2 separate regions of the Ovis aries genome follow, and region 2 is linked to region 1. Evidence: chromatin contacts called from public Hi-C data. All regions are on one chromosome and are shown on one strand. The core of a region is the stretch at or near the end of the contact, and the rest is flanking DNA. Distances in the headings are between cores, read along the strand shown. Region 1 overlaps POLH (DNA polymerase eta). Region 2 holds the start of VEGFA (vascular endothelial growth factor A).

Region 1 (6,004 bases), core at 2,414-4,913:
TTCATAGGGAAGGGCAAGATTCTGTGATGAACTTAATTTTGAATAGATTTTTCCTGTTTCATGAAAAGGATAAAAGGTTTAGTATAATATAGGTATTTTGTTTTAACAAGGATAGTCATTTGCTTTCACCTTAAACTTTTGTGTTGGTTTTATTAGATCTTGGCTATATGCCATGTGCCGGGGGATTGAACATGATCCAGTTAAACCCAGGCCAATAACCAAAACCATTGGCTGCAGCAAGAACTTCCCAGGAAAAACAGCTCTATCTACTCGGTTTCAGGTAGGCAGACATTCTTGACAGAACATTGTCTCTTTTAAGGGAACTGGTGGGTAGGTTTTGGTAGCTGTGGAAACTTAGATGGAACCTTTATGCTGTAAAATACACAGGAAACCGAAGGGATTTTGTGTTGAAAATTGATGAATTTCACTTGGGATTTTTATTATTATTTTTTTCTTTCTTCATCCAAAAAGAAACAGAATGGAACTGACTGAAGTTTGAAATGGAATTACTCATTTTTTGGTAGATGAAAACTTAGGAAGCCAGGACATTGTGCCTCAAGTTTGTGTCTTTTTTCTCAGAGCTGGAACATGCCTGAAGTTTACCTGATAGCATGCCAGCAAGAAAAGAAAGTGAAAACTCTTAGATTGGGGCAGGTCAGAGTTCTGAAGATTTCTGTCATCTGGTGATCCTTATGGGGGAGACTGTTGCACACTTCCATTTTGGGGAGAACCGAACAAAATGACCATTTGTGTGTGCAAAGTCGCTTAAGTCATGTCTGCGACCCTATGGACTGTAGCCAGCCAGGCTCCTCTGTCCAAGGGATTCTCCAGGCAATAATAATGGAGAGGGTTGCCATGCCTCCCAGTATCTTCCCAGCTCAGGGATCAAACCCATGTCTCTTACGTCTCCTGCATTGGCAGGCGGGTTCTCTAGCGCTACCTGAGAGTTCTATAATAAACCTAGAGTCTTTAAATGAAAGATTAAAATATCAATACTCTTTTTAGGTGCAATGGTGGCTTTTGCAATTAGCCCAGGAACTAGAGGAGAGACTCACCAAGGACCGAAATGCTGTAAGATTTTCTTTATTGCTTGGATGAGCTTTGGAATATAAGTATCAGTATGGAGTAGAAAGAAGATACAAAAAGATACCAGCTACAAAATGTTAAGAAATTTTTTATCTTTTCCCATAAAACTGCCATAAAACTCAATATGATTTTCAAAAACCTAAATCTGTGAACTACTGACTACTAGATCTGTGAAGACCTGACTACTCCTGTCTCCCTCATTACCATTTGCTTTTACATTTTTGTATATTATCTAAATCCTACTCCAACTCTGAATACACAGTGGATCTTCATCAGAGTACAGAACTGTTAAGCAGGACATTTAGGGATTAGAGTGTAAATTATTCAGCTTTAACACAGTCCATGTGACATAGAAGTATTCAGTTTTAGAGACAGAGTCTTAAGGCAAAGATTAAATATATGATTAGTTTATCTTCTCTCTTTTAAAAAAAAAACTTGACACATATATATATTTACATACCATAAAATTCACCCATTTACAGTATAAAGTTCAGTAGTTTTCATATATTTCAGAGTTCAACTATTCCATAATAAATTTAAGGACATTTCCATAACCCAAAAAGAAATCCTGTACCCACTAATAGTTATTCCGAAAGCCCTAGGCAGTTCTAGTCTGCTTTCTGTCTGTATAGATTTACTATTCTGGACATTTCATATCTGTGCAATAATCTTATATGTGGCCTTTTGTGACTGGCTTGAAATCTTTAACATGTTTTCAAGGTTTATTCATATTGTAGCATCTATCAGTCCTTTATTCCTTTTTATGACAATAATATTCTACTGAATGGATATATCACATTTTATTTTATCAGTTCATTAGTGAATGGATATTTGAGTTGTTTCCACTTTTTGGCTATTATAAGTAATGGTGCTGTGAACATTCATGTACAGATTTCTCTGTAGACATGTGTTCACTTCCCTTGTATATATACCTAGGAGTAGAATACTGAGTCACATGCTAACTCTATGTTAGCACGTCAGGCTGTCGCAGCACTATTTTATACTCCCAGCAATGTAAGAGGCTTGTAATTTCTCTATGTCTTTGTTGTTTAGTCACTAGGTATAAAGTGGTTTTCAGGTGCATGTTGACTATTTTCTGATTTTATTTGGAGAAATACCTGTTGAGATCCTTTGCCATTTTTGAAATGAGTTGTCTCTTTATATTGAGTTTTAAAAGTTCTTTATGTGTTCTGGATACAAATCCCTTGTCAAATATATAATATACAAATATTTTCTCCCTGTGGATTTTCATTTTCCTGATGGTATTGCTTGATGTGTCCTCTCCTGTTGAAACATCAACTGAATACTGTCAAAAATCATCTGTAATTAACTGTCTGCCCCTTTATAGCGGAATTGGTAGTAAATGTTTGCTCTTTGGTTGTTTTTGTTTAGTCACTAAGTCATATCCGACTTTGCAACACATGGGCTGTAGCATGCCAGGCTCCTCTGTCCTCCACTATCTCCCAGAGTTTACTCAAATTCATCTCCACTGAATCAGTGATGCTATCTCACCATTGCATCCTCTGCCACTCTCCTCTCCTTTTGCCTTCAAGCTTTCCCAGCATTAGGGTCTTTTTCCAGTGAGTCAGCTCTTTGTGTCAGGTGGCCAAAGTATTGGAGCTTCAGCTTTAACATCAGTACTTCCAATGAATATTCAGGATTGACTGGTTTGATCTCCTTGCTATCCAAGGAACTCTCAAGAGTCTTCTCCAGCACCACAATTCAAAAGTATCAATTCTTCAGTGCTTAGCCTTCTTTATGGTCCAACTGTCACATCTCTACATGACTAATGGAAAAACCATAGCCTTGACTATACAGATCTTTGTTGGCAAAGTCATGTCTCTGCTTTTTAATATGCTGTCTAGGTTTGTCATAGCTTTCCTTCCAGGAAGCAAGCATCTTTGAATTTCATGGCAGCAGTCACCGTCTGCAGTGATTTTGGAGCCCAAGAAAATAAAATCTATCACTTCTTCCACTTTTTACTCATCTATTTGCCATGAAGTGATGGGACTGGATGCCATGATTTTAGTTTTTTGAATGCTGAGTTTTAAGCCAACTTTTTGCACTCTCCTCTTTCACCCTCATCAAGAGGCTCTTTAGTTCCTCTTCACTTTCTGCCATTAGAGTGGTATCATCTGCATATGTTGTTGATATTTCTCCTGGCAATCTTGATTCCAGCTTGTGCTTCATCCAGCCTGGCATTTCGCATGATGTACTTTGCATAAAAGCAAGGTGACAATACACAGCCTTGATGTACTCCTTTCCCAATTTTGAACCAGTCCATTGTTCCATGTCTGGTTTTAACTGTTGCTTCTTGACCTGCATACAGATTTCACCGGAGGCAGGTAAGGTGGTCTGGTATTTCCCATCTCTGGAAGAATTTTCCAGTTTGTTATGATCTACACAGTCTAAGCTTTAGTCAGTAAAGCAGAAGTAGGTGTTTTTTCTGGAATTCCCTTGCTTTCTCTGTGATCTAACAAAGGCTGGCAGTTTGGTCTTTGTTCTTCAGTAGGTAACATAAAGAGGTTGTGCTGTGGGCTTATTTGATGTTGCCCACTAGGTGTCGCTCCGTTCTCATCTCTCTATCCTCTGATAGTCTGACCTCATGTCCTGTCATTTCCCCCTCACCTAGTCCACTAACAGCCTCCACTCTGCTGGCCTCTTCCCCATTTATTTAACACACCAAGTAAATTTCGCCTTCACTTCCTCCCCAGTTCCTCTATCATATCAGCAGGCTCCGTCACTCTCTGCCTTACTCTGCTTTTTTCCATTGCACTTTGTAGTCATTTCTATTACAAGCCTACTTGTTTATTATATGTAGCCCCTACTACAAGATAAGATCTTCCAGAGCCTGGACTTTATTTTGTTCTCTCCTTTATCTCTTGATAGTGCCTGATACAGTTATAGGTAACTGGTTTTAGTCAACAAGAACTTCTTTGTAGTTATGTATCTCTCGAGATACATACAAACCTGAATAAGCTGTATTTACAAAATGCACAAAAATACAAAATGTATTTTTACCTAAAAATTAGTTGCTACTTTTGGTTTATTTGTCTTAAGTATATTTCTTCTCACTAGAATCTTTTGATTTTGAGAGGTCCCTGTGTATACTTGTCACCTTATTGCCTCTTGGCCTTATTTTCTTAGTTTGCTTTGCATCAACAGGATTCATATACTTAGATTTCACCGAAAAGTGAGTCAGTGATCTTGCTTTCTAGAGGCAGCTCACTACCTGTGTATCTTCTATAGATGGGCTGTAAGGAGATGCTAGTAGAAACTTCTCTTCTTGAGCATCAGAGCACCAGAGAGGTTAAGAAGAGATCCACTACTCAATCCTGACCCCCTTTCAATGACTTACATGAACTCTTCCTTCAGTCACAGAATATAGTACTGTAGACCTTTGTATAATCTTCCTGCATGGATACCAAAGAAGAACATTTAGGAGAAACCATTTTCATTTATTCTGTCAAAATATCCTAGATATTCTAATACTCCACCCAAATTATGTCTTCTCCAGTTACTTATATGCAGAAACAGCACAAATATTTTAAAAATGAAACCCTATTTCCAAACCATTATGCCACCCTGATTCTTTTCTCTCACAGAGTTCAGTATTAGAATCCAGCTGCTCAAGGTAACTTTAGTTCTGTCTCAATCCTCTTACACCCACAGAACGACAGGGTGGCCACTCAGCTGGTTGTGAGCATGCGTATACAAGGAGACAGACGTCTCAGCAGCTTGCGACGCTGCTGTGCCCTCACCCACTATGATGCTCACAAGATGAGCCATGATGCATTTGCTACCATTAGGAACTGTAACACTTCAGGAACCCAGACTGAATGGTGAGTTTCCTTCTAGCTCATCTTCATTTGAGACTCATACCCTGTCTTTATTTAAAATTAGTATATAAGCTTTCCAGTTAGGGTAGGTTCTTTGTAGCATGGCCTGTTACAGAGAGGGGTGGTCATGCATTAAGGGAGAGAACCCAGGAGAAATACCGGAAACATGGTTCAGCCTCTTTGTCTACATTGGGTTTGCCGTCCAGTGCCCAGGGGTAGGTTTCAGAGGCAGACTGAACCAACACTACCCTTTCTGATACTAAGTTGTTATAGTCAGGGGATCGACCAGGTGTACTTGGGAATGCAGAACTCCTAAGTTTCAGAGAACTTCTCTCTCAACTGTCTATTATATTTTAAAATCATCCTCCTTAATAAATTTCACTTCAGCTGGCCATTAAAAATAATCAGCTCTATATGGGAGTGTGTTCATTTACTGTTCAGATAGTAATGATTTTTAGTATTGGAATCCTATCATTATTTAACATAGCCTCTTAAGTTGTAAAAGTATTCCAAATTCACAAGGTAAATATATTAATGTGAGAAAGATAAACTGGTTGTTTAATATAGATCTACATTAGAGATTAAAAAAGAAAAGTTTAGTTAGCCATCTTAAGTTATTGCTTATCTGAATATATTACTTTCTAAAGTTAGAGTCTTTGTAATACTTAGAAGACTTACTTACTTGAAGAATACTTACTTACTTGGTATACTTGTTATTTACAAAGACTAACAAGAATTAGTAAAGAATGAAGATTATTTATTTTCAACTATTGAGTGATTTTACTGAACCAAATGATAATTGTGATACTGTGTTCACATTAAACCTTATAAACTGGCAGATAATAACAAATTTCACCAAGAGTATAAAATATTATATTGGCAGGGAAGCATAATAGTATCTGATAAGACTGTCCCAAAGCATGAAAGGGAATAGTGAGATACTGTCATAATAATCTTAAAATAGCATTTACCCTTTATCTCATCGAGGGACTAAATCTGTATATAAAAGCACATTTTCATCTTCTGAAATTCAACTTATGTGAAAATGTATTTGTGAAATGAGACATAAAGAGGAACTT
Region 2 (6,004 bases), core at 1,859-4,358, 150 kb after region 1:
TTGTGCTCTGAAGTTGCTAGACATGGACCAGGTTGGGCAAGGAGGAAGTTTAGTGACTTCGATTCCAGTGACCCACGTGGCTTCTTGCAGCGTGGAGCTTTGGTGAGGAAGCCTGCTTGGGAGGGGCCCTGAGCCAGCAAATAAACATTTACTAACTGTAAAAAGACCTTGTCCCTGCTGCTGGGGAGCCTGCCAGGTGGTGGAGACGGGACTGGAGGCATGAATGATGGAGAGGGTAGGATGGGGTAGAGGCTGAGCCAGCCCCTCTGCCCATAAGGGCCTCAGGACACCACTCTGGGGAACTGCGGCACTAAGTGGGTAACCTAGCACCCCCACCAAAGCACAGCACCATGTGCTGAGACCAGGGGCTGGCTGAGTAACCTCCTTGTATTGTTTGGGTCAACTTGAGGGAAGTGGTGCATTCTAGTCTCAGCCTAGTTCCCATTCTCAGCCTGGGCCTTCACAGAGGCTGCATCAGTCCCAGGCAGGCCCAGGCCAGATCTAGATGAATAATGAGACTGGTTAGTCCCTCTCTTCTCACAGGTATCACCCCCGTGCACCCTCCTCCTCCCTGGGGGAGACTGGGAGCTGCTGGGTCCAAGCCCAACCAGGACTTTTTCCCGGCTGGTTCCTATATGCAAGGGTGGGGTGGGGGGTCTTGGGGGGCACTTAGGGAAGACATGGGGAGTTGGGGAAGAGGTGAGCTTTGAAGAAACAGAGGGGACTTGGGGAAAAGGGAGGAGAGGCTGCTAGCTGCAAGAAGTAGGCAATGACTCCTGAAGGTCTGGGGGCTGCTGAGGAGAATGCCCCAGTTCTGTTCAGAAGATGAGCTGTGAGCCTGGACTGGGACTGATAGAAGCCTTGGCCTCCGGCCTGGTGGGAGCTCCGGGCAGCTGGCCTACCGACGTTCCTTAGTGCTGGTGAGTAGGTTTGAATCATCACTCGAGCCCTGGCCTCCAACCGCCCCCACCAGCCCCCTGGCCTCAGTTCCCTGGCAACATCTGGGGGAGGGGGGTGGAGAAGCAGAAACAAGGGCCTCTGTCTGCCCAGCTGCCTCTCCCTTTGGGCTCTGCCAGACTCCACAGTGCATACGTGGGCTCCAACAGGTCCTCTTCTCTCTGGGCCATTGACTAACCCCAGAACCACATGGCTTCTTGTTCTCAGCCCCACAAACATAGTGCCAAATACTTCCCCCCAGGGGAGCCTCCCTGAACACTTCCCAAAGGACCCCAGTCACCCCAGCCTGTTGGCTGCAGCTAACTCTGATGTCAGCCGGCCAGATGAGGCCGGGAGATGAGCACAGAGTCCGGATGGATACATCATGCCCTCTGTGCCCAGCACTGGGCTTTGTGCACGTGGGACCACTCGAGTCCCAGACGTGCCACTGTTTGAGAGGTCAGAAACGGGGGGTGGAGGGGGATGTGTCAGGGGTAATCTCCCTCAACCCTCTTCTTGAGGCCTCTTGAACTTGAGATGGGGTGTGCATCCGATAGTCACTAGGGGGCGCTCAGCCACCACAGGGAAGCTGGGTGAACTTGGGATGCAGCGTCTGCGTGAGTGAGGACGCCTGTGACTATGTGTGTTGGGGGGGGGGCGGGTAGTTGAGAGTGTTTGGCGGGGGGTGGAGAAGGCAGGGGTCACCCCAGGATTCCAACGAATCTGTGTGTCTCTCTTTCCACCCGTCCCTGTCCGACTCCCTCAAACCCCTGCCCCCTCCAATATTCCCAGCATAGAGAAGGGAATAGCTCTGGAGCCCTGACCGCACATAACCTCACTTTCCTGTACCCGCCCCGCAAATACCGCGCGGGCGTGTGTGTCTCCCGGCAGAGGGGGCCGATAGGTAATGTTCAGGCTGTGCGCCTTGGTGGGGATCGAGCACTCCCTTTGCTGGGGTGGGTGGGGGCCCGGGCTTCGGTCGGTGTCCCCAGGGAAGGTAGTAGCCAGAGGCACAGAGGGGACGGACCCAGGAGCTGAGGCTGGGTCTGGCCCCGCCCCGACACGCCCAGGGGGCGGGGCCTGCCTTCTTTTTAGTCTGCTCGTAGCGGTGAGGAGCGCAGAGGCTTGGGGCAGCCGGGCTGCGACGAGGCTGCGGCGTTGGGGGGCGAGTGGAGCCGGCGGCAGCGGCGCTCGGTCGGGAGACGCATCGAAGAGGCGGACGGACCGGCGGGGTCACCGGCCAGGGGTCTCCGCACTGGAATTTGATATTCATTTATCCAGGGTTTACCCTCCTCCTTTTTTTCTGAAACATTTTTTTTTAACCGTATTCTTTTCCGTTTTAATTTATTTTTGCTTCCCATTCCCCACTAAATCGGGCCGACCGTTTGGGGAGATTGCTCTTTTACTCCCCCCCAAAATCACTTCGGATTCTGGAAACGGGCAGAGAAGAAAGAGGGTAGCAAGAGCTCCAAAGAGAAGTGAAGGAAGAGAGAGAGACCGGGTCAGAGAGCGCGCGCTGACGAGCGAGACACGAGAGGGACAGGGGCAAAGTGAGTGACCTGTTTTTTGGGGGTGACCGCCAGAGCGCAGCGTGAGCCCTCCCCCTCGGGATCCCGCGTCGGACCAGCAGCGCTGACGGACAGACAGACAGACACCGCCCCCTGCCCCAGCGCCCACCTCCTCCCCGGCCGGCGGCCGACGGTGGACGCGGCGGCGAGCCGCGGGCAGGAGCCGGAGCCCGCGCCCGGAGGCGGGGTGGAGGGGGTCGGGGCTCGCGACGTTGCCCTGAAACTTTTCGTCCAACTTCTGGGCTGTTCTCGTTCCGGAGGAGCCGTGGTCCGTGCCGGGGCAGCCGAGCCGAGCGGCACCGGGAGAAGTGCTCGCTCGGGCCGGGAGGAGCCGCAGTCGGAGGAGGGGGAGGAGGAAGAAGAGAAGGAAGAGGAGAAGGGGCCGCGGTGGCGACTCGGCTCTCGGAAGCCGGGCTCATGGACGGGTGAGGCGGCTGTGTGCACAGACAGTGCTCCAGCCGCGCGCGCGCCCCAGGCCCTGGCCCGGGCCTCGGCTCCGGGAGGAAGAGGAGCCCGCCTGGGCGCCGAGGAGAGCGGGCCGCCCCGCAGCCCGAGCCGGAGAGGGAGCGCGAGCCGCGCCGGCCCCGGCCGGGCCTCCGAAACCATGAACTTTTTGCTCTCTTGGGTGCATTGGAGCCTTGCCTTGCTGCTCTACCTTCACCATGCCAAGGTAAGGGCTGGGGACGTGCGTGAGAGCGCGCGCGTGGGGGACTCCGTGCCCCACGCGGGTCCTTGGGCACCGGGCTCGCGGCTTCCCCTCTATCTTCGTAGGTGTAGGGGGAGGGGGCGCGCGCTAGGTGGGAGGGCACCGGGATAGAGTCTCACCGCCCACGCGGGCCCTGCCCACCCACCGGAGTCACCGCACGTACGATCTGGGCCGACCAGCGGAGGGCGGGAGCCGGAGGAGGCGGCTGAGGGGGCTGGGCTTGCGCTGCCGCCGGCGGCTGAAGTTTGCTCCCGGCCGCTGGTTCCCGACGAACTGGAAGTCTGGGCAGCTGGGGCGGGAGCTGGAGCCCTGGCGGGCAGGGGTGGGGGTGCTCGGACCTTGGACCCGGGGAGGGCAGAGAGCGTGGAGGGGGCAGGGGGCAGGCGAGAGATGCGGCTTGCTGTCACTGCCGCTTGATCTCTGCGGCCCTCGCCGCGAGTTGGGGAAAAGTTTTGGGGTGGATTGCTGCTTGGGACCCCCTCTCCGCCGGGCCACCTGCGCCGCACCAACCCCCCCGTCCCAGCTCGCGTCCCGCTCGGTGCCCGCCCTCCCCCGCCCGGCCGGGCGCGCGCGGCGCGGAGCCGATTACATCAGCCCGGGCCTGGCCGGCCGCGTGTTCCCGGAGCCGCCGCGGCCCGAGCGGGGAACCCGGGGCGGCGAGCCGCGCCCCTCCCCCCGCCGGCCCTCCGCGGGAAGGTGACCTCTCGAGGTAGCCCCACGCCGAGGACCCGGAGAACCACCCCTGTGCCTTCCCGCTGTCCCCAGCCCTTAAACCCCTCCTAGGAGGCATTTCCTCACGCCCCTTCCCAGTTTCCTCCCCTGCTCGAATAGAAGCCCCCGCCACCCCTTTATTTTTAACTCCCTTTTGCTGAGAAGACCCACATAACCTCTCTTCAGCCCCAGACTCCGAGGAAAGAAAGATCACTGTCAGGAGTCGGGCTACCCGGCCCAGCCCGGGGCTTTGTCGAGACTCTACCGAAAGTCCCGACTCGGTGACAGTCTGCTTCCCTCCCCTCCCCCATACTTCCGAGTGAGCTGTGCTTTAGCTTTTTGGGGGGCGACCGCAGGGAGGGTTTAAAGGGTGTCCTTATTCCACTTTGCACTTTTTGGGAAAATGATTTGAAATTTGCTGTGACATGGGCAGTGTGGGACTAGCCCTCCCCGAACCTTTGGAGGGAGCTCCTGCCAGCCTTGCAAACACACTTTGTTCTGGTGAAATGGGCGTTGGAGTAGGAGCAGGTGGTTTTTGGGAACTCTAAACTTGCCCACCCAGCTTGCTTTCCCAAACCACCTGAGGGGTCCTTTTCTGCTCAGAGCGCCCTTGGAGAGGCAGAAGGAAGGAAACGGGCTGGGGTCCCTGCTGCCACCAGGAGTTCCTCAGACCCTGGCACAAAGGCCTTGGCTCCAGGCCTCCAAGGGAGGGGGGGAGGGGGAGGAGAGGCTGCCTGGCCACAGTGTGACCTTCAGAGGCCCCCAGAGAAGGGCACCTGGCCCCTCCCCGCCCAGAACTGCCCCTCCCAGTGCCCCCTAGCCTTGGAGGGGGTATGAAATTTCTGACCCCTTTGCTCTTTGGGGCCCAGGAGCAGTGGAGGGCATAGGAGGAATGTTGGCAGAGAGTAACAGTGGTGCCATGGAGATGGGTAAGGGGCTCAGGCAGAGACCCCTGGGCATGGAGGTCCCTGAGGGAGCTGCAGTGGCAGGCTGTCCATCTGGGATCCTGGAAACTGTTATCTAACCTTGGCCCTGGAGGCAAGGCTGGGGGTCTGGGGTGTATTGCAGCAGGGTGTGGGTAGAGAGACAGGCAGACTCTCTCTCTGCAGAGTCTGCAGTTCTGTGTGCTAGAGTGCCGCTCTGCTGCTCTGGATCTGCCCCAAAGAGGGGCAGGTGGGGTGGGCAGGTGGCCACGACTAGGGGTTGGGCAGTGCTAAGGCATTAAAGGCTTCCCTGGTTGCCTTTGGAGGAAGGTGCCCAGCAGGTGAGAGGGACTTTGGGGACCCCCTCAGTCTGGGACGGAGAAGAAGCCAGAGAATGAGATGGGAGTGTGAGCCTTGGGGCTTTGGAGATACATTCAGGTTCTGGGGAGACTGGTTCTTAGGGAAAAACGGGGCCCTCCCCTCCCCCAGGTTTCCCCCAGGGTTTCCTCCCAGGTTTTACTCTTTAGGCAACCTGTGGCTTTACTACGTATTCCTGAGAACAGAAGTGTTTGAGGGGGGGAGGGTGCTTGGCGCCCTGCGGCCCTCTGCACCACCCCCCGCCCCAGCACCAGCTCACCCTGGTATTTGTCATGTCAGCAGGGGAAGGTCACCATGTTGCTTTTCTCACCCCTAGTCCTTCCTTCCTGCCCCAGTCCACGTTTGTCCTCCTGTTTGACCTTAAGACTTGCCCATGGCTTTGGACCCGGGAGTCAGGGGGGGCTGAGGGACTTCACTTGTCCTAGTTCAGCAAGGGGCCGCTGAGAGCTGGGGAAGGGAAATGTCGGGGAGGGGCGGGGACCTGAACATCGTTGCTTTCTGATGTTTTCCTCCTCTGTTCTAAGAGCCCCTCACCCCCAATATCTGGTCAGTCATTATCTTCCCTGACTTCAGAATTGGAGCAGCTCAGAGAGGGGGTGCTTTGTGCTGTAGGGAGCCCCTGGAGGTGCCCTGCTCGGTTCAGAAGTCCGGGAGAAGCCAGAGGCTCCAGGCTGGGAGGGATTCCAGGAGGGAGCAGGGGCAGGTTGGCTGGGCCTGTGCACCCTTGCCCCTGCCCCTGCCCATTCTTCGCTCTTTGTTTTGTCCTCAGTGGTCCCAGGCTG

What was found. Hi-C and Micro-C count contacts between places; a contact is called where the count stands out from the background.
Region 2: a contact with region 1 is called in a Hi-C map of blood, with 3 times the contacts expected there. The contact joins the promoter of VEGFA here to the enhancer-like site in region 1. A contact is called at or near these places in 2 of 16 Hi-C or Micro-C datasets (both in blood).

Annotation. Positions count from the first base shown.
Region 1 is chr20:17,129,293-17,135,296 of ARS-UI_Ramb_v3.0, forward strand. POLH (DNA polymerase eta) reads left to right here. Exons shown (of 11, transcript XM_004018846.6): 8 at 157-280; 9 at 1,006-1,071; 10 at 4,759-4,928. GTPBP2 (GTP binding protein 2) reads right to left here. Exons shown (of 13, transcript XM_060403201.1): 13 at 1,068-6,004. Among named protein-coding and RNA genes, the nearest start is that of GTPBP2, 20 kb to the right of the region's middle. Within about 2 kb of position 3,664, at least 3 of the 54 cell types and tissues checked have an H3K27ac peak or open chromatin away from gene starts, as enhancers often do.
Region 2 is chr20:17,277,290-17,283,293 of ARS-UI_Ramb_v3.0, forward strand. VEGFA (vascular endothelial growth factor A) reads left to right here and starts at 3,109. Exons shown (of 6, transcript NM_001025110.1): 1 at 3,109-3,174; 2 at 5,992-6,004. The coding sequence starts at 3,109. LOC121817412 (a long non-coding RNA gene) reads left to right here and starts at 668. Exons shown (of 2, transcript XR_006057304.2): 1 at 668-920; 2 at 1,729-2,263.